Regions from separate parts of the Mus musculus genome. Here all the other regions are linked to region 1. Evidence: chromatin contacts called from public HiChIP or PLAC-seq data. All regions are on one chromosome and are shown on one strand. The core of a region is the stretch at or near the end of the contact, and the rest is flanking DNA. Distances in the headings are between cores, read along the strand shown.

What was found. HiChIP or PLAC-seq counts read pairs in DNA pulled down with a chosen protein or histone mark.
Region 2: an H3K4me3 HiChIP or PLAC-seq map of forebrain shows a contact between it and region 1, with 8 times the contacts expected there. The contact joins the enhancer-like site here to the promoter of Sdk2 in region 1. A contact is called at or near these places in 3 of 39 promoter capture datasets (embryonic stem cells, hippocampal neurons and pre-B cells), 16 of 484 Hi-C or Micro-C datasets (cardiomyocytes, cerebellar granule neurons, cerebellum and 8 more), 9 of 115 datasets of contacts at active chromatin or transcription factors (astrocytes, embryonic basal ganglia, embryonic forebrain and 6 more) and 1 of 9 other capture datasets (embryonic stem cells).
Region 3: a contact with region 1 is called in an H3K4me3 HiChIP or PLAC-seq map of embryonic stem cells, with 10 read pairs. The contact joins the promoter of D11Wsu47e here to the promoter of Sdk2 in region 1. A contact is called at or near these places in 3 of 39 promoter capture datasets (embryonic stem cells, hippocampal neurons and pre-B cells), 2 of 484 Hi-C or Micro-C datasets (embryonic stem cells and trophoblast stem cells), 4 of 115 datasets of contacts at active chromatin or transcription factors (the SCID.adh cell line, embryonic forebrain, embryonic midbrain and 1 more) and 2 of 9 other capture datasets (embryonic stem cells and pancreatic islet).
Region 4: a contact with region 1 is called in an H3K4me3 HiChIP or PLAC-seq map of forebrain, with 2.4 times the contacts expected there. The contact joins the enhancer-like site here to the promoter of Sdk2 in region 1. A contact is called at or near these places in 3 of 484 Hi-C or Micro-C datasets (embryonic stem cells and myocytes) and 4 of 115 datasets of contacts at active chromatin or transcription factors (craniofacial prominence, embryonic forebrain, forebrain and 1 more).
Region 5: an H3K4me3 HiChIP or PLAC-seq map of embryonic forebrain shows a contact between it and region 1, with 7 times the contacts expected there. The contact joins the enhancer-like site here to the promoter of Sdk2 in region 1. A contact is called at or near these places in 2 of 39 promoter capture datasets (hippocampal neurons and pre-B cells), 1 of 15 datasets of contacts at CTCF or cohesin (stem cell-derived epiblast-like cells), 10 of 484 Hi-C or Micro-C datasets (Sertoli cells, cerebral cortex, embryonic fibroblasts and 5 more), 9 of 115 datasets of contacts at active chromatin or transcription factors (VIP interneurons, embryonic basal ganglia, embryonic forebrain and 6 more) and 1 of 9 other capture datasets (embryonic stem cells).

What each region holds. Positions count from the first base shown.
Region 1 is chr11:114,064,969-114,068,723 of GRCm38.p6, forward strand. It overlaps Sdk2 (sidekick cell adhesion molecule 2), which reads right to left and starts at 2,061. Exons shown (of 45, transcript NM_172800.3): 1 at 835-2,061. The coding sequence starts at 910.
Region 2 is chr11:114,466,876-114,470,630 of GRCm38.p6, forward strand. No RefSeq gene overlaps it. Among named protein-coding and RNA genes, the nearest start is that of Gm39471, 16 kb to the right of the region's middle. Within about 2 kb of position 1,661, at least 97 of the 459 cell types and tissues checked have an H3K27ac peak or open chromatin away from gene starts, as enhancers often do. A contact at or near this core is called in cerebellum, cerebral cortex, cortical neurons and 6 more, where this site is marked.
Region 3 is chr11:113,682,352-113,686,106 of GRCm38.p6, forward strand. It overlaps D11Wsu47e (DNA segment, Chr 11, Wayne State University 47, expressed), which reads left to right and starts at 2,083. Exons shown (of 5, transcript NM_001361593.1): 1 at 2,083-2,360. Fam104a (family with sequence similarity 104, member A) reads right to left here and starts at 1,800. Exons shown (of 3, transcript NM_138598.5): 1 at 1,511-1,800. The coding sequence starts at 1,734.
Region 4 is chr11:113,720,874-113,724,628 of GRCm38.p6, forward strand. No RefSeq gene overlaps it. Among named protein-coding and RNA genes, the nearest start is that of Cpsf4l, 13 kb to the left of the region's middle. Within about 2 kb of position 1,733, at least 18 of the 459 cell types and tissues checked have an H3K27ac peak or open chromatin away from gene starts, as enhancers often do. A contact at or near this core is called in forebrain, where this site is marked.
Region 5 is chr11:114,401,212-114,404,966 of GRCm38.p6, forward strand. No RefSeq gene overlaps it. Among named protein-coding and RNA genes, the nearest start is that of Gm31399, 19 kb to the right of the region's middle. Within about 2 kb of position 1,965, at least 32 of the 459 cell types and tissues checked have an H3K27ac peak or open chromatin away from gene starts, as enhancers often do. A contact at or near this core is called in cerebral cortex, embryonic forebrain and stem cell-derived motor neurons, where this site is marked.

The sequences.
Region 1 (3,755 bases), core at 811-3,310:
AAAGCTCGGGTGCAGCCGCCGCCGTAGCCTACCATGACCCTCCAGGGGACCCCAGAGACGCGCGGGCATCCGCTGCAGGAGGCGGGGAGGGACAACCCCATCGCACCTCCTTTCAACACACCCACTGAACACCCACTAGCCCTTCCTCACCAGGCTGTCTGCTCTGGGCCGCTACAGATCAAAGCAGCAGTGGCCAGGCATCCAGCTAGTCCTGGAAGCTGGAGGCTGGGGCTGCCCGTTGGGTGTGTCGGGGTGGGGTGGGGGTTGGGTCTGCCGCTGTCCTCGCCGCTGGGCTCCGGGACCATGCCGCCAAACCGCCCCAGCTCTCGCGGCCACGGCCGGCCAGGCAGCCAGGCGCGGGCTCCCATACATGGCTAACCAGAGTATCTGCTCTTGAGGGGAAATCAAGCGGGCACCCTGAGCCACCACTACGGCTTCTTCCCAGCTTCTGCCCGCCCCATCTTCTCGCCCTGGGACCACACAGTGCCTGCCTGCCATGGTTTGCCCTTCCTTTCGGACGTCAAGCAGGACCAGGAGCTTAGGGAGTTCAATGGAGCCAAGACACAGAATGACGCGCCCCTCCTACCCCGACCAGAGAGTATCCACAAAGGTCCACCTCCCCGTAACCTCACCTTTCCGGTCCAGAAAGGTCAGAAGTATCAGACACTGCCCCACCCCAAACAGAGCTCCAAAAGTCGAAGAAGCGGGGAGCATTGAGACGTACAAGAGATGGTCCAGCTTGGGCCAAACGCGGTGTCTTAGGGGGGTTACCTCTCTTCTGCCCACCCAAACCCCTTCTCCAGTTCCACGTGGAGAAAGTCACCCATACCGTACCTTGGGCCCCGGCCGAGTGGATCCGATGCAGGGCCAGTAGAGTCCAGAGCGGCAGCCTCCACATGCTGCTGAACATGCTGACCGAGGGGTCCTCTAAAGTGCCCCCTCTTTGCGAGTTGCTTTATAATCCTTTGGAGTCCCGGGAGACTGTGTGGTCAAGTCCTGGACGCTATGCCCGTAGGGGCCGCACCGGCGACCCCAAATGCTTTCCCCTCTTTCTGCGCTGGCTATTCCGTAAAGCGAGGGGGAGAGCAGAAAGAGGCCAAGCCTCCTCTCAAATTCGGGGTGCCTGTATCCCTTAGCACCCCGACTCAGACTACGTCTCATAGGCAGGGCGACCCCTGCGATCCGGCCTGGTCGCTGGATGAGCTCCCGAATCAGAGGACAACTTCAGGAAACTTCCTCCTGGTGGCCACGTTGCCCGCCTCCCGCCCCTCCCCGCCCCCTGGTTGGGTTCTCCCGGGCCGACGTAGTCACCGCGGTTCCAGGCGCCGGGCCCCTGGGACTTGATGTAAGCGGAGCACAGTAGCAGGCGCGGGCGCCGGGTGTCTTTTAGAAGGGGCGCAGGGCTCGGGGGGCGCGGTTAGCATAACGGTCCGAATCTCCCCGGAGCCGAAGTTTTCTTCTCTTCTAACTTTGCAGAAGGCATCTAAGCGGGGCCGAGCCACCCTTCTCAGCTCCACGGTCCTCGTGCCCAATTCAGTGATTTCGGGGGTACCTCCCCTGGGGCTTCGGTGCGGGGCTCGCCCTAGGCTCTGAGCACCTCCGGCTAGCAAACTTTGCGGGTCCCACGGCCCGGCGCGCAGCCCCGTGCGCCCATGTCTGCGCCAGCTGCGGGCAGGGATGGATGCCCGGTTCGGGTACCCGGCTGGGCGGCCCAGGTTCCAGCCAGCGCCTGGGCACCGCGCCTCTTGCGGGCGATCCTGAGGAGGAGACCGGCGGGTCCTGCTCTCCGCCGCACCCGGGATGGAGCTCGGCGCGAGCCGCACCGGGAAAGCCCTGCCGGCAGCTTTGGGATCCGGGGTTTCGGCGCCGCCTCGGCCCCCCGGCGTTTTCGCCCGGCGCGGGGACCCGAGTCTCCACGGCTGCTCCCGCGCCTCGGCCGCGCCTGCTGCTCGCCCACCTCGGCAGCAGCTGCCTCGCAGAGCCTGGAGCTCTGGGCTGCCCGGGCTCAGCGTCCTCAGAGCTGCTCTGCTGCCGAGCCTGAGAGTCTGCCTGCGCCGAGCTGGAGCTGCGGGGGCAGCGGGAGCCGGAGACGAGCGCGGCGGAGGCGGAGACGCGGAGAGGGGGGCCGAGCGCTACCCCGTGGCCGCGACTGGAGCGCAGCCTGCGCGCAGGGAGGGGGCGGCGGCGGCCCCGAGCCAGGCCCGGGAGCGAGCCCCGCAGAAACCCAATCCGTGTGCGCGGCCGCGGACGCCTGGCGTCTCCGGGACCCACCGGAGGGCAGTAGCGCGGGCTGCAAGCGAGCCGCTCTCTCTGGCCCGGTCTTCTAGCTTCAGCCCACCCTCACTCCTCCCTAGAAGGCCTTATCCCAGTCTCCCATAGGATGAAGCCCCCAGTACCCCTCTGGATTCGACCAGGCAGAACAGTTTGGGAAGGGTGTGTGTGTGTGTTGGGGGGGGGGGGGGTGTCAACCGGTTGATTCCAGTTTTTCCTTCCCAGGTCAGACTCTTTAAAAGTCTGGAAACGCTCAGGGCGGAGAGCAAGATAAAGGGGAAGCCTGGGACTTGCAGAAGGCTGAGAAAGTGAAGTTGGTGCCAAACTCGTGCGTTCTTTGTTTCTTCTTCTTCTTCTGAGCTCCCCCTTTAAAGGCACATTAGCAGCAGAGACACAAAGGAGAGAGCCAGAGGGGTCCTCCCTCGTGGCCCAGGGAAGGGAGCAGAATGTACCTTCTAGTGTGGGAAGGCCAGGAGCTGGAAGACCCCTTTAACAGTTGTACTTACAGGCAACAGACGCCTCTACCTCCGTGGGCTCTTTTCTCTATTAAAAATATTAAAAGTAATATTTTGCGGCTGTGTTGGCGTAAAAACAAATATATTACTACATATTAAAACATTTTCTTTCATTTAAAAGTTCATTTAATTTTTCCCCTGATTTTAAAAGAAATTAAAACAGTTCCGTGGGTTTCCTAAAAGACGGTGTAGTCCCTGGCACTGAGCCTGCTGGGAAAAAAAATCAGTCTTGCAAGGTTGGTATTTCGGCTGGAAAAGGAAGGGTTGAGGCCCGTCACCTTTGCCAGCTTTTCTCTTCATGCCTCCAGGGCCCAGGTCTTCGGAGACACACCCCTGTGGTCTTCCAGTTCTGGTCATTGCCCTTCAGGCATCTCACTGACTTCGAGAGCTCTGCCTCATCTTCTCCAGTCCCCAAGCCTCTTCTCATCGCTATGGACGCAGGCACTGAACACCTCTCATCGCTCTACTGTTCTCTCCTCACCTGCCTTGGAAGAACAGCTTTGAGCATTTAGTGGAAATAGACGAAAAACCTAGCCTGCCTGTCTTCAGCTTTACATTCGTCCACTTCAAACCCTGCTTTTGTCTTTCTCCCTGGCAGTCTGAACCTAGTCCGGGCCTAGGGCTTGTTATCCGACTGAGTTTTTGACTGAGGAGTGGCTTTGGGGATAAGCAGCCTAGATCTCTCCCCCTTAGGTGGCCACGCCCCTCCCATCTCTGAGAAACCCAGATTCTGCCTCTCTACCCCCAAGCCCCAGACTCTGAACTACACGCTTGAGAGCTCAGGCCCTGCCCATCCCATCAGAAACAGCTGTTCTTTAGGGTGTTGTTACAGGGCTTGCTCACAGAGGGGGCCTGAGAGTCAGTTTTGCAGCAATTGCTTCTTAGCCAGCAATCGGAGCAGAGACACTGTCTGTGCCCTTGGGCTGGAGTTCGTGTGGGTACCAACGTCTGAAACCTTGGTGGATTTCT
Region 2 (3,755 bases), core at 411-2,910, 400 kb after region 1:
AGAAAGGCAGCTGGCCAGACATGAAGCTGCTGCTGGCTTCCTTTAATTCAATGGTAACTGTGAGGCTTAACGCTACTGGCTGATGAAGCCATGGGAGCCTGCGACAAGGAAGGTTAAGACTCCTGCGAGAGTCCCTGAGTCTCCAAGCCCATAACCAACTCCCCAGATGCCCGTTCCCAGGAGAATCACGAATGCTGGTCTCACTTTCTCCAGGGGAGTTTATAGAGCACAGGTTGATGGACAGACTCCTAGACATCAGGCTACAGGTGGTGACACGCGTCCCCACCTATAAAATGGACACCTCTTAACTACATGTCTTCCTCCTCACCCACATAGTCAGAGTCACACATTCCTTCCCTAGAATTCCCTCTCTTCTTCCTACCACCCAGGAATTGGGGATATAACACGACTGTAGGCTCCTGCTGTGGCTCACAAACCAACCACATGACATGAAACCTCCACCCTCCATAAGAAGGAGGCCCCACCCCCACCCCCCGAAATGCCTCCTGAGCCTGGGAGCTCCTAAGAGCTTCTGCCATGCTGCTGTCTGTCTGTCCTGTCTGCCTGTCTATGACAGTGCTTCTAACCCTGTGGGTCATGACCCCTTTGGCAAGCCTCCATCACCAAAAGCATTCATATTACTGTTCATAGCAGCAGCAAAGTTACAGTTGTGAGGTAGTAATGAAAGTCATTTTATGGTTGGGGGTCACCACCATATGAGGGACTGTATAAAGGGTGGTAGTGTTAGGAAAGTTGAGAACCAATGCTCTATGGTGTTATTTGCAATTCTAATAAATCTCTTACACTCATATGACAGCCTGCCTCAGTCTCTCCCTTAAACCCCAAACCCCAAAGCCTTCCAATAACTTCTTGAGTATCTCCCCTAACATGGAGGAGTCTGGAGAGGATTGCCCACTTAGGGAACAGTGATGGGCACACAGCTGGACTGAGGTTGGCAGCAGCTCCAAGACGGGTCCGTGAAGTCTGGCTGGCATCCAGAACTTTGTAGTGGGATGCTAATCCCTCTGGCTAGTGCAGATAGCCACCTGCACACCCTGGGGTCCTCAGGGGCCACCACTCCACTTCCCCAACTCTAGCAGAGGAAAGCACAAAGCAGCCGCCTGGAGAATTAGCTCAAGTGACACTCACTTTGTATACACATGTTTACAACCAGGGCCAGATGGCGAAGTGTTGGATCCGTTTCAACTCCACTCGAGTGAGCTTAGCTGAGCCCAGCTTTGCATGCAGCCCAGGGCAGCAGCATAGGAGAGGGCAATCCCTCCCTCCAACGCCCACCCTCAACCGGCTCCTGATCTGAGAGGGGATGGATGTACGAGACCTCACTGAAAGCTGCCTCGGCTTGCCAGCTGTCAGAACTTCTTATCAAACATCCTGAAATTCTTCAGACAGAAGAAAGACACAGAACCCACTCTGATATGTTGTTTCTTTCTTTTTTCTTTCTTTCTTTGTTTCTTTTTTTTTTTTTAAACATAAGTAAATAAATAAAGAAATCTCACTTGATGGGAAGGAGTTTGTGAACAATCACGAACAACGGTGTTTGTGCTGCCAAATGATTTGTACTGGCAGGAAGAGAGGGTGGCAGATCACACAGAGCGATTGTTTCCCAAACTCTGGAGGCGGCCTCCAGTGACAGAGTGACTGGGAGGAGGAAGGGGCTGGCAGAGTGCCGGGGAGCGAGAGCCTAGGGGGAGGGGCAACAGTCTTCTTCCCCTAGTGGAATGATTGCCCCCCCCCCGGGGGGGTGTAGTCTACCAGAAGGCCAAGAGGAACAGGACTGCCCAGCTCTGAGGAGCCTGAGCTGAACTGACAGGACAGCGTGGGAGACTGTGAAGTAGTGAGGGCAAGCAAGAGCTTACTCCCCAAATCACACCCCCTAAACCAAATTTATTGGGTAAAATAAAGCCTATGGAAGCCAGGTACAACAACACCAAAAGAAGAGAGAGACAGAGACACAGAGAGAGACAGACAGAGACAGAGAGGAGCAACCAAGGGAAGGGGGAGAAAGAGAACGGAAAGGGGGAGAGAAGAAGGGAGGGAAAAAGAAGGAAGGGAGGGAAAAAGAGAAGGAAGGGAGGAAAAAGGAAAAAGTAAGGAAAAGAAGGAAGGAGGGTGGAAAAAAGAAGGGAGGGGAAGAAGGTGGGAGGGAAGGAAAGGAGGAAAAACAAAAAACAATCCCCAGGTTTTGCGATCTTAGGACCCCTCAGTCCAAAGTAGCTCTGACTATCCACCCATCTCCCCAACCAACACCTCTCCTCTGTATGGGGAGAGGTGGCTCTGTTTCTGACAAAATGTTTCCTTTGCTTTGTTTTGTCATTGACTTCCCAAGGTATTGCTGAGTCTCACCTATAGGATGGTTCCTGACCTAGGGACTCCATCAGCATTTGCGGAAGGAAGGAAGGAAGGAAGGAAGGAAGGAAGGAAGGAAGGAAGGAAGGAAGGAAGGAAGGAATTGCCCATACCTCTATGCTGCTCATGATGGTGCTAACAGGAGTGCCTAGCCACACTCTCCTGGCTAGCCCTCCTCTTCCTCCTCCTCCTTCTTTTCCTCTTCCTCCTTTTCCTCCTCCTCCTCCTTTTCCTCTTCCTCCTTTTCCTCCTCCTCCTCCTTTTCCTCTTCCTCCTTTTCCTCCTCCTCCTCCTTTTCCTCTTCCTCCTTTTCCTCCTCCTCCTCCTTTCCCTCCTCCTCCTTTTCCTCCTCCTCCTCCTTTCCCTCCTCCTTCCCCTCTTCCTTCTCCACCCTCCCCCTCTTCCTCCTCCCTCCTCCCCCTCCTCCCCATCTTCCTCCTTTTCCTCCTCTTCGTCCTTTTCCTCCTTTTCCTCTTCCTCCTCCTCCTCCTCCAGTTCCTGGGACCAACCCCAGAGTAGGGTGTACAGGGTGAGGGAGAGACAGACAGCTCATAGTAATTGCCAAGCTAATGAGCTGGGACTAAGAAGCAAAATGCAAGGACTATGGGATGGAGGGCGAGGCTGGAGACTCTTCCAGCCATGGTTATTTAGAAGACTCTGAAATTGAGAATAAGCTGGGTTTCATTACTGGATAATGAGCCCGAATCATAGAAGAAAGGGCTGGCTGGCTGGCTGGCTGGAACAGGAAAAGAGCCTCTCTCACCCTCCTGCCTCAGACAAGAGCCAAGGAAATCAGGTGTCTCAGAAGAGACGGGCTCCAGGCCCAGAGACAGGCTCCCAAGCCAATCTGATGGAGATAATGAAGAGGTGAAGGTCCAGATGAACATCTCTACCTTTCTCCAAAGACAGTAGAAGCAGCCGTACCTCAGGCCAAGCTAGCTTCAGCTCATGGCTGCAGCCACCGTTGAGACCCCTGAAGACAACTTGAACATCCGATATCTTTGGTGATCTCTAGGCATGGCCTTCCCTGCACCCTGCAGCCTGCAATCTGAGCATCTATGTCCCAAGTGCAGACAAAGGCTGATAGCTCCTGACACCTACTGGAACCACCTTTACTGTCCTCAAACAAAGGGTATGACCTGAAGGAGGAAGGAGGAGCCATGCCCCACCCCAGTATATCACACGCCTGCAGATTGTAGACAACATCACTTAGGTGTGGTGCTTTGAAAGAAAACGCTCCCCATAGGCCCATAGGGAGTACACTGTTAAGAGAAGTGGCCTCATTGGAGTGGGTGTGGCCTCATTGGAGGAAGTGTATCTCTGTAGGGATGGGCTTTGAGGTCTCCTATGCTCAAGCTATGCCCAGTATGGCTCACAGTCTCCTTCTG
Region 3 (3,755 bases), core at 833-3,332, 380 kb before region 1:
CAAGATTATGGCTTCATTCTATCTGTACAATCAGTAAGATTAAACCTTTTGGAGTACATTAATGCCATGGACCAGATTATAATTCTGGCAAGCACCTTCTAATTTCCAATTTAGTTTGATCATTTTTTTTTTGACACAAGTACAGGCTTTCTACTACAATTACTATAGAACCAAAATCAGTCACTCAATTCAGTCTAGGGACCTTAAAATTCTCACCACTGGATCAAGTCATCTCAGAATGTTGGGGAACCCCAGTCCCATGAAATAACTGTTTCAGGGAGAAGCCTTGCAAAACAATGATTACATTCATAACCAAAGAATGCAAGGAACAAGACTCAGGGCTGAGGAGATGGCCCAGCCACGGAAGACCCCTGTTAGTCCTACAGAGGACTGGGGTTTTGTTCCCAGCCCTCCTCTGAGTCTACGTTGACACTAGACACGCACGTCGTGATGTACATACATATACACAGGCAAACCACTCATACACATAAAATAAAATAAGTAAAATCATTTATGAGAGAAAATAAAAAAGCAAGCCTACGATCCACCTTCTTTAAGCCTGAGACGACTACGGAATAAAGAGCCGCGAGCCTGAATAGACTTAGATAAATAAATGAGTCTCTCTAAATCCGTTCTCTGTTCTCCACCAGAGAAATGAAAAAGTACAACTTAGCGTAGATGTAGATAGATCGTCAAGCATCTTATTAGGAGACTTTCCAGTAAGAAATAAAGCCAGCCTTCTTCATTCTGAGGTAAGGCGTCCCAACTTACTTCTTCCCAGACGGAAAATAAGGAGAAAAGAAACTTCATCTGGATCGGGCCTAAAGCCCCGAGGGGCCGCCCGCCTAGTGAGGGTTGAGAGTAACTCGTGGTGTTAGCCACCTCCCTGCTCCCAGCCAACTGGCCCCTCATCCAAACTGTTTAGAATCCTGCCTGCTAATGCTACAACCGAGAGTGGGTCACCACCCACCCGGGTCCATCAGATGAGGGAGGGCACAGCGCTGCGGTCTGCCCTAAGCCCTCCCAGCTGCAGGGGTTAAGCCCAACCCCCGCCTTTCTCCTGACCTTGGGGCGCCAGCAGCTCCCCGCCCCCGAAGCATCCCGTCCCCTCTCCGAGGCGCCTCGCTCGAAGGGAGCCATCTCTTCCAGATCGGCCATCCCTCCCATCCCCCTACCACCACCGCCCGCCTCAATTTAGGAAGGACCACACCGTCCGTCTCGTCGGGCCGAACAAACCTCATTCCGAAGCGGAAAGGGCAGAAGACGAAGAAAACAAGGAAAAGACGGAGAAGGGGCAGCCCTGGATTCCAGAGCGTCGCCTCCCTGGCTGCCCACGGGGTCCAAGTGTCAGAGGCGGCGCCACCTTCTCCCCTCCGCCTCCTCCGACCGCAGAGCAGCGCAGCCCAGAGCCTCGCACCACCACCCCGCCGGCTCCGTCCGCCCCTCGGCTCCAGAGCGCACATCCTCGGCCGAGGGGCCGCGGAGAAAGCGGGTTCCCCCCTTCCCTCACCTGGGGCGGAGGCGCTCGCTCATGGCAGCTGGTGAAGGCGAGCGACGCGGCGCCGCCCCGCGCCGACAGCGAACAGTCGGAGCTGTGTCCCGGCGCCCGCCACGCCCACCCGCACGGGTCTGAGCTCTGACCGCCGCCGCGCGGGTGGTTGCTGCGGGCGCTGAGTCCCCCTCGGGCCGACCCGGACCACAGCCACTTCCGGTGTCGCCTCCGCGCCTCCCCATGTCGCAGGCGCCGTGGTACTGTCCTCCTGCGGCTGCGCGGAGGCGGGACGCCGGCCGCGCTTTCCCATCACCGCGCACGCAGGAAGAGGCGGGTCCCAGAGGGAAGACTGACCGGGAACTTCCAGGACCCCCGTTTAGGTGTCCGGGGCAGCCGCCTGTTCAAAAACAAAACAGGACACGACGTAAAAGTCAAGCCAGATTTTAGATAAATTACATTATTTGACGATCATTGATACTTGTCTCTGCGTTAAGCCTCTCTAAGGTGAAAATTTTAAAAAGAACCAGACGAGCTCCATCAGGCACAGACGCGGACGGCCACAGGCTCAGGGGTCCTCTGGTTGGGAAGGTGTTGGTGGGCTCCGGGTTCTAAGAGTGTGCGGCGTGGAACTTCGCGTCTCCGAACGGTGCGGAGCCCGTTCCATGGAGTAGCTAAGGGCTGGGCTATTTTTCCGCGACCTTTGTTGCAGGTCAAGAGAGGAGTGCGGAACAGGCGAACGGGATAACGGAGTTCCGTACCGGGAAGGGCCACGCCCACCTGCTGGAAGAGGCCGGACCGAGAGGTGTGGGGGAGACCGGCAGGCGTGGGAACGCGGCGGTGTGGACGGAGCTGCCTCGCGGCTGGCGAGGTGAGCTTGATCAGTGGCGAATCGCGAGGTCCCTGCCCGCCGTGAGTTGCGCACACCTGTCATCCCCATTCTTGGGAGGAGAAGCTGCAAGACCAGGAGGTCAGAATCATCCTCGACTGTGTAACAAGTTCGAAGCCAGCCTGGGCTACTTGAGACCTTGTCTCCCATGTGATCTCACCACCACCACCAGAATACGTGTACTCTAAGACTTGGGGAAGTCTTAACTTTGGTTGTCAGACGCATTCCCTTTTCTCTGTCAGGAGCATAATCCAGTTCTTTGTCTAGGACTCAGTACTATCAGCTCCCCACCTTACACAAACTGATATTCAGAGTTTCTGCCAAACGTGAACAGTGATCCATAAGCATGGGGGTCTTTAGGAGAGTCGACAAGAGGTCAGGCAGGAAAACGAAACCCCTGTTAAAGTGTAGGGTGTAGAGTCTGGCGTAGTAATGCACGCCTTTTAATCCCACTACTCAGGAGGCAGAGCAAGCTGATCTATGTGAGTTCAAGGCCATCCTGGTCTACCTAGTGAGAGTTCCAGGGAAGACAAGGCTACCAGGTAAGACCCCATCATCTCAAAAAAGTCTACCGTTAAAACTGGAAAGTCCAACCGGGCGGCGGTGGCGCGCGCCTTTAATCCCAACACTTGGGAGGCAGAGGCAGGCGGATTTCTGAGGTCAAGGCCAGCCTGGTCTACGGAGTGAGTTCCAGGACAGCCAGGGCTACACAGAGAAACCCTGTCTCCAAAACAAAACAAACAAAAAAACTGGAAAGCCCATGTATTGTCTTTGTCGTGTGCCCTTCAGTGCGGCAGTGCATTCTCACTAACAGAAGACTTATGGTGCACTCGGTGGGAAACAGTTTGGGTGTGCCTTTTATGAACGATAAAGTAATGGTTGCTTTAAACAAATGGATTTTTATCTTGTAAAGTGGTTTCAGACTCAGGGTTTGGGGGGTTTGTTTGTTTTTTATTTTTTTTAATCTATTTACTGGCCAGGAGGTATTTTCAGTCACGGTATTAAATAGTTATAGTAAACATGTTTATTCGTTCAACAAATGTCACATACCAGCGTCAGTGGTAGAGGTGTGTCTGCGTGGGCATTGATGGAGAGACAATCTCCCTGTGTAGTCCAGGCTGCCATTAAACCACCTTAGCTTCCTCAGAGCATTCAGGGGTACACAATATGCTTTGTGGTAGTAGATTTTGAGAATGGAGTCATCCCCAGGAGAGATGGTTCCTGGCCTTTGGAATTTTAAAGATGTAGTAATAGCTCACAGGCGAGCTTTGTAATTCAACCCTCTCCTTTCCCAACTCCAGAGAATAACAAGAGATAGATATAGTGTGTAATGTACTTTTTTTTTTTTTTGGTTTTTTTTGGGGGGTTTTTTGAAAC
Region 4 (3,755 bases), core at 483-2,982, 340 kb before region 1:
ACAGAGAGTAAGTGGTCTATACCACCATGACGCTCTGCCTCTACCCAGTCCTGAGAACAGGACCAACAGACTAACTGGAACCTGGAGCTTGAGTTAAAACGAACCTTTTTGCTTTCTAAGGTGATTCTCCTAGGCATTTGTTATGGTGATGGAAAGCTGACAACAGATTCTGATTCCCCCAGCCACTGGTCTGGTCAGCCTTCCCCTCCCATAACCGTTACCAGCACCCAAGCTCAGGCCATCAGCTAGGTGTGCCCTTGCCTAAGTAAGAGCCTGTCTTGCAGTTCATGTACTGACTTCTGTTCTGTTGCTGGGCTAAGTGACTCTTCCTAAGGGGACTGGGATGCCTATCATTTTATGACTATTACTTTATTTTTTTTAATTAATTATTTGGTGGGGGGGTTTCGAGACAAGGTTTCTCTGTATAGCCCTGGCTGTCCTGGAACTCACTCTGTAGACCAGGCTGGCCTCAAACTCAGAAATTCACCTGTCTCTGCCTCCCAAGTGCTGGGATTAAAGGCATGCGCCACCATGACCGGCTTACTTTATTTTTGAGACAGGGTCTCACTATAGAGCTCTGTCTGGCCTGACACTCATCATGTAGACCAGGCTGGCCTCAAACTCCCTGAGATCCACATGCATCTGATTCCGGAGTTCTGGAATTAAAGCTCTGGGCCACTGTACCCAGCCATTTAACTAACTAACTATCTATCTATCTATCTATCTATCTATCTATCTATCTTATTTTATATGTATGAGTATTTTGCCTGAATGTATGTACACGCACCATGCATGTGTATGCCTTATACCACAGAAGTCAGAAGAGGGCCATCAGGTCCCTGGGATCAGATTATCATGAGCCACCATGTTGGTGCTGGGAATTGAACTCAGGTCCTCTGTAAGAACAAGTGTGTTGGTGCTTGGTTCTAATGCTTTGATTTAATTGGGAATCTGCATGTCCAAATGCTAAGGGTCCTTATCTCCAGTTGGGTTTTGATCGATTAATAAAGATGCCCATGACCAATGGTTGGGCAAAGGGAGACAGGGCGGGAGCCTTAGGTTTGTGCAGGCTAGGATGTGGGAGAGAAAGGGGAGGGGGTGAAGAATCACCAGGTTTCAGAGGGAGACGGATCAGATTTAGAGGTGCAGAAGGAAAATCATCCAAAATGTGAGAAGGAATGCAGCCCCCAAAAGGGCTGCCCAGAAGCCTCTTGGGCAGCAAAGATTGGGGGGCCTCCCAGAAGGAACAAGGCGGCAAAGATAGATCATAGATTTAGAAGGTGTAGAGTCAGGAGTACAGGAGGGGAATCTATGATAGCCGGGTGGAGGATTAGAACTACCCAGCCTTTGAGTTATCCAAGGCATTTCAAAAATAAGCTAGTGTGTGTGTGTGTGTGTGTGTGTGTGTGTGTGTGTGTGTGTGTGTGTGTGATTCTTGGATCCAAAGAGTTCCTGGGCGGGTGGCTGGAAGTGCGCGACCCTCAGGGAGCGCAGAGCGGTTAGCTAAACACAAGCGCTCTTAAAAAATGAAATCAAACCGAAACAAAATTCATTTTAGACTTCAGTATCAAAAAGGAAAAAAAAATCAAAACACTAAACTGCCCTGTGTCCATTCATCTCTTAACCCTGTGGATCGATAAATAGATCTCCCTCTGTCTTGACAGAGAGCCCAGAGCCCAGTGCGGGTCCACCTGAACACCAGGGGTCATGGACGATTTGTTCCAGTCTTGTTTTTTCTGTTCTATTTTTACCCCATTGTGTTCCATGTGATTTCATAAGCTGCCTCCAAACTTTCTGGAACAGAATGGGCACAGAAAGAAAACACAATTCGGTAGAGCCCTGTGGTCTCGGCAGGTTGCTTTTGTTTATTTGCTGTGTTGTGTCACCTTAGGATTGGATTCGTGGGGTTGGAGGGGCATAGCTACCTTTGACTCTTTCTGTCCCCCTTATCTAGGAGTCTCTCCCCAGGGCCACAGCAACTAAGTGAGACTCGGCAACAGGCTGCTGCGACCAAACCACCACCGTCCATCTGCCTGCCGCCATGCTTGGCTCCCTCCCTCCCCCAGAGCGCTCTTCCTGGTCTCCCATCTGGCTGATGGCAGGAAGCCTCTGGGCCTAGAGGAGCTTGCGAAGGGAGAGGGATGGTAAGCAGATGAATGCTCTTTTTATTCTTAGCTTTTTCCTGCATCCTAACTCAGAGCCTCGGCTAGGAATGGATGGATGTGCACAGGTTAGAGCTGTAGTCCAGGGTACCAAGAACGGCATCATCTGCTCAGGTGTGGATGGGATGGGAAGGTCTGGTCGGGGTGGATGGGGCCACATGCACACCTGTGAAGGCTAACCCCTTCATCTCTCCCGGAGTTTCTAACCTCCCCCTACCCTGCCCCCAGTGCTTGATGCATGGGGTCCAACCCCCAGTCTGTCCCAAGCTGGAGAGTTTTTCTCTCTCTCTGCTCTGTGCTTCTCCTCGGTCCCCTGTTGTCCAGTCTCCATCTTCCAATCTGTAACATGGGGGCGACTGGGAGCCGGATTCGATGCTTGGATGATAAGAATCCCCGGGATGTCAGGATTGTGACATCTTCCATTCCTTTCAGCTGCTTCCCCCTGGGATGTGGTGGGAGCCTTGGTGGAGAGAAGAGGGGGTGACTTTGGGTATAGGGGAATGCTGGGACACCACACAGGAGCAGCTCAGGCTAGATCTGAGGCTGTGGGCTCCGGAGGCAAAGGGTTGGCTCAGTGTGCTGGTCCAGCCTGGCTGAGGTGGGACAGACAAGGTGAGTGTGGAAAGGGAAGGACCTATGCACTGTCTGGTGGGCAGAGCCAGCACCCCCTTGGGGAATGAAACATTGTCCCTGAAAAGCCAGAGTTGTCAGTTTCCCTTAGACGGGGCTGCCATTGAGGCCTCTGTCATGTGCAGCCCTCTGGGCACTGGGACTTCATTCTAGGTCCTAGTGTGTAGATCACTTTTGCCGAAAGGCCTAATAGTTGTGAAAATGACTCTAGGGGCCATTCCTGGTGTGTCCTGGCTCCTCCAGTCACTAGTTGTGTGGGGCCTATAAGCTCCTTCATCTTGAGTTGTCTCATCAAGTGTGCTCTGACCATCGAGGTGGCTCAGAGGCCAAGGGTGCTTGCTTCTACATCGACCCGAGTTCAATCCCTATAACCCACACAGTGGAAGGAAATACCTCTACGGGTCTGGGGCAAACACCCCTCCTGCTGCACATACTCCCCTATAAATAAATATAATTAATGTAATTAAATGTTAAAAAAAAAGTTTAAGTGGATTGCTATACTTTCATTTCATGAAGACTGCATGACACCTGAGACCAAATACTTAAGTGGTCCTGATATGGGTGTGTGGCAGTCACACCAACACATGTGCCCCTTATCACATTAACAGGACGGGGCAGGAAAAGTATGAGTCCAAGACATAGAAACACAACACCTTGGGGATGGTAGGGCAGGAACACGCCTGAGGGAGGGTTGGGTCTGGGCAGGGCAGGCAGTGGGCCCCACACTGGCTTGTTATTGGGTAAGAAGCCTTTGGGGTCCCCTCAGAAGCCTTTGGGAAATCTTAGCTGAGAGATGAATTAAAATGGCAATGTCAAGTTGTCCGAGGTAGGGGGGAATCCTACAGAATATCTCTGAGACCTGGACCAGGCCCGGTGGCTCACACATGAAACTCAAGCATTCTAGAGGAGCCGAATTCAAGGTCAGTTTAAGGAAAAAAAAAAACAAAACAGAATGTAGCCGGC
Region 5 (3,755 bases), core at 715-3,214, 340 kb after region 1:
GTGCTACCCACCCCGGAGGGAGTATAAAGTAGCCACTGTGCACATCTTGGCAGATCAGGAAGTGGAAAACAGAATGGCTGTAGGCCAGGATAGAACCCTTAAAGGCCCCACCAGTCATCCACTTCCTCCAGCTAGGTCCTAGCTCCCAGAACAGCAGCACCAGCTGGGAACTGATCCAAATCCCAGCTAGGTGGTCTTCAAATAGGTATGGAACCTGGAGAATTAGTGTTATTTGGGAAAGTGGGACTCAGAGATAATGAGATCATGATAGATCTAGGGAAGGCCTTAAGTCCCCTGAAGAGTGTTTCCTACAAACACACATGTTTGTGCATGCTTCTGTGCATCTGTGTGTGCATGTGTGTTCGTTCATGTGTGTGTCTGTGTATGTGCATGTGTGCATCCGTGTGTGTGCATGTGTGTGCCTGTGCATATGTGTGCATGTGTGTGCATGTGTGTATCTGTGCATGTGTATTCATATGTGTGCCTGTGCATATGTGTGCATGTGTGTGTGTCTGTGCATGTGTGTTCATGTGTGTGTGTGTGCATATATGTGTGCATGTGTGTGTCTGTGCATATGTGTGCATGTGTGTGCCTGTGTGTGCACGTGTGTATGTGGGTGGGTGTGTATGTGCATGCACGTGTATGTATATACAGGTGTGTATCTGTGAGAGTGCAAATGCACACATGCATATATGGATAGAGGCCAGAGGAAAATGCTGGGTGTCCTTCTACCCCATTACCAGAGACACGGTCTCTCTTCCACCTCATTACCAGAGACAGGCTCTCTCACCATTTTGATTAGTAAGTCAACCAGCTTCTGGGATCCTACTATCTCCACCTCGGTATGGTTGCAATGACAAGCTTTTGTGTGGGAACTGGGGACTTGAACTCAGGCCTTCAGGCTTGTGGAGCAAGTGCTCTCACACACTGAGCCACCTCACCGGGTTCCTGGAAAGTGCTCTTACCAGAGATAGCAGAGGGATGAGCTTACAGACAGAGGAGAAGGGCCAGTGGAGGGGAGAGCGGAGGAGAAGGCCCCAGAGAGTCAGGAGTGATATCTCTCTCTCTCTCTCTCTCTCTCTCTCTCTCTCTCTCTCTCTGTGTGTGTGTGTGTGTGTGTGTGTGTGTGTGCGCGCGTGCGTGCGCGCGCGTGTGCGTGTGCGTGTGTGTGTGTGTGTGTGTGCAGGGCGAGATACAACAGGACACTGACAGACAAGACTGAAAGGAGGAGGAGACAGAAGTCCTCCCTAGGAGTCCTCCTGCAGGAACCAACTCTGCTTGAAACTTGAATTTTTTTTCACTTCAGGGAATTACAGAGGACTAGTGCTTTTGTTTTCAGTCACCAGCTGGCACTATTTTGCTCCTGGCTGAGGAAACTCAGGCATCCTTCCCTACTTCTTCCTGGCCACCTCCCAAGCCCCGACCCTGGAGAGACCCTAAGAATCCTGTTTCCTCCCCTCCTCCCTCTCACCTTCCCCCTTTCTTCACATTCATTTCTTGCTGAATCCAGCATCAACATGCGAAATGGTGAGATCCCCATGGCAACCACTCTGATGCCAGAACCCAGGATTAGGACACCAGATCGACCAGAGAGACCGCTGGGAGGTGGGGGTCCCAGCTCTGAGTGAGAAAATCCTCGGCAAAGGGACAACACCCTTGGCTACATTTGCTATTATTTAAAAGAACAAAGCGGCCCAGAACCCCTAACTGCATTTGCAATAAGCAGTCACAAGCCAGAAGGCTGGAAGAAACGGCCCAGGAAGTCTATGACACTACACCGGATCAGCCCTGGTGAAGGGGAGACAAAGACAATGCCACCTTCATAGGTTTCTTCCAGAGACAGAGCCCCGGAAGGGGAGGCCCTCTCTGGTTTCTGTGGCCTCCACAAGTCCCCTGGCTGAGCCCTGGCTGCCCAGTGCCTTGGCTTTAGCCAAGACCTCTGAAGCCACAGCCGGCTGTACCTCACAGCGCCCCCTGCCAGCCTCCCAGTGAACCCTGGGCCTCTCAGCTCTGTCTCCTTTGCGATCCCCACTCAATCATGGAGCAACGCTTCAGCTGTTAGCGTCCTTCTCCACCCTGTCCTGACTGTCACCGCTACCCAGCCTCAAGTCAATTCTGAATCGACCTCAGCGGTTTCTTCACACACCAGCTCAAACTCCACAGGGAATGCCCCAGACTCCCTACGGATGCCTGTATGTATATATAGCTCACCAACTTCTCACACAATGTGCACACACTGTGATTCTTGTTATCACAGACTTAGAGACCAACACACAATCACACACACCCAGACACACACAGAGACTCACCTTTATATCATACAGAGACATGCCACATATTCACACACCAACACACACACACAGAGGACTTACACTCAGTACATATCCACACACTCACACACTTATACCCAGGGACTCACACTCAAAAGTACCCATACACACATCACACACACACACACACAGTCTCACACTCATATACCTCCACAGAAACTAATACACACAGTCACATACCAAAGACAGCACGCAAGACTCACACAATCACTCAGGCATGTTCACACAGACACACCTAAGGACTCACACTCACAGACACTAGCATGAAATACACTGACATACACACAGAGAAGGCATGCATACACAGATACTCAAGCCATGCAGACACACACAGTCAACATTCACACCAACACATAAACACAGACGCATTCATACCAACTCTTACACCAACACAGGAACATGTAGGCACCTACTTACCTCAGAGAATTCATTCACTCAGAAATTCACCTTTATCCAGACACAAATTCACACACAGCCATGCTAGGGACCTTCCTGGGACCTCTGCTTGGACCTTGCAGCAGCCCCAGGAGTTCCCTCTGTGGGCCCGGCAGACCATGTTTGTGACAAGCCATGGCCTTGACTGCCATGATCTGCCTCCCCGTATTAGTGTTCCCAGAGGAATGAGAAAAAGAAAACTAGAAATTGTCCAAAAAGATCCAGAACTCTCTAGAATGTTCCAGAAATCTACAGGCTTGTATAGTAACACAGCAGTGCTATACCAGTGCTATGGTTGGAGCATGGCTGTCTGACTAGATAAACTTGGCACTCTGTTTTATGGAGTCTGGGACCTCAGAAAAGGCTGATCTTCTTGTTGGTCTTCCCTAGAGGGTTCCCAGATAAACACGAAGTTCAAGGACTTCTAGAGGTACCTATAATCTAGGACATCCCAGCCTCCAGATTCCATGAGTCCAGACAAGTCTCTTTTCACTATGCATTCACCAGTCTTATCTATTCTCTAATAGCCACAGGAGATGGTCCAGGGCACATTGCCTGTGCCCTCCTCCACCCTTCTGAGAGTGGTGTGGTCCAGGAGAGCTACAGATCCACATTCCAGCATTTCCTGCCATCTGTTGAGGCTCCTGTGTGCTGTCTGAGCAGCAGAGGGGCCGGCCCATCTGTCTCTATCTGGCGCTGTGCAGGGTCACCTTACATGTGGAGCGATGATGAAGCCGGCTGGTGATGCCTCCTGATGGAAGCAAATTTGACTCCTATAATGGCCTGAGAAAAGGTCATGGCCTGAGACTCTGTATTACTCTGTCACAGAAATTAAAGAAAGAGTTTGGCACAATAAAAGGCTGTCTGTTTGGTGGCCTGCTCACCCTGGCCAGCTTCTTCCTGCTCTCTTTGCTGATAATGCGGATAAGGATCTTCTCAGAGTGGCAGGCAGGATAAATTGGCTCTCCAGCCTCACGGGCAAGCCTTGGA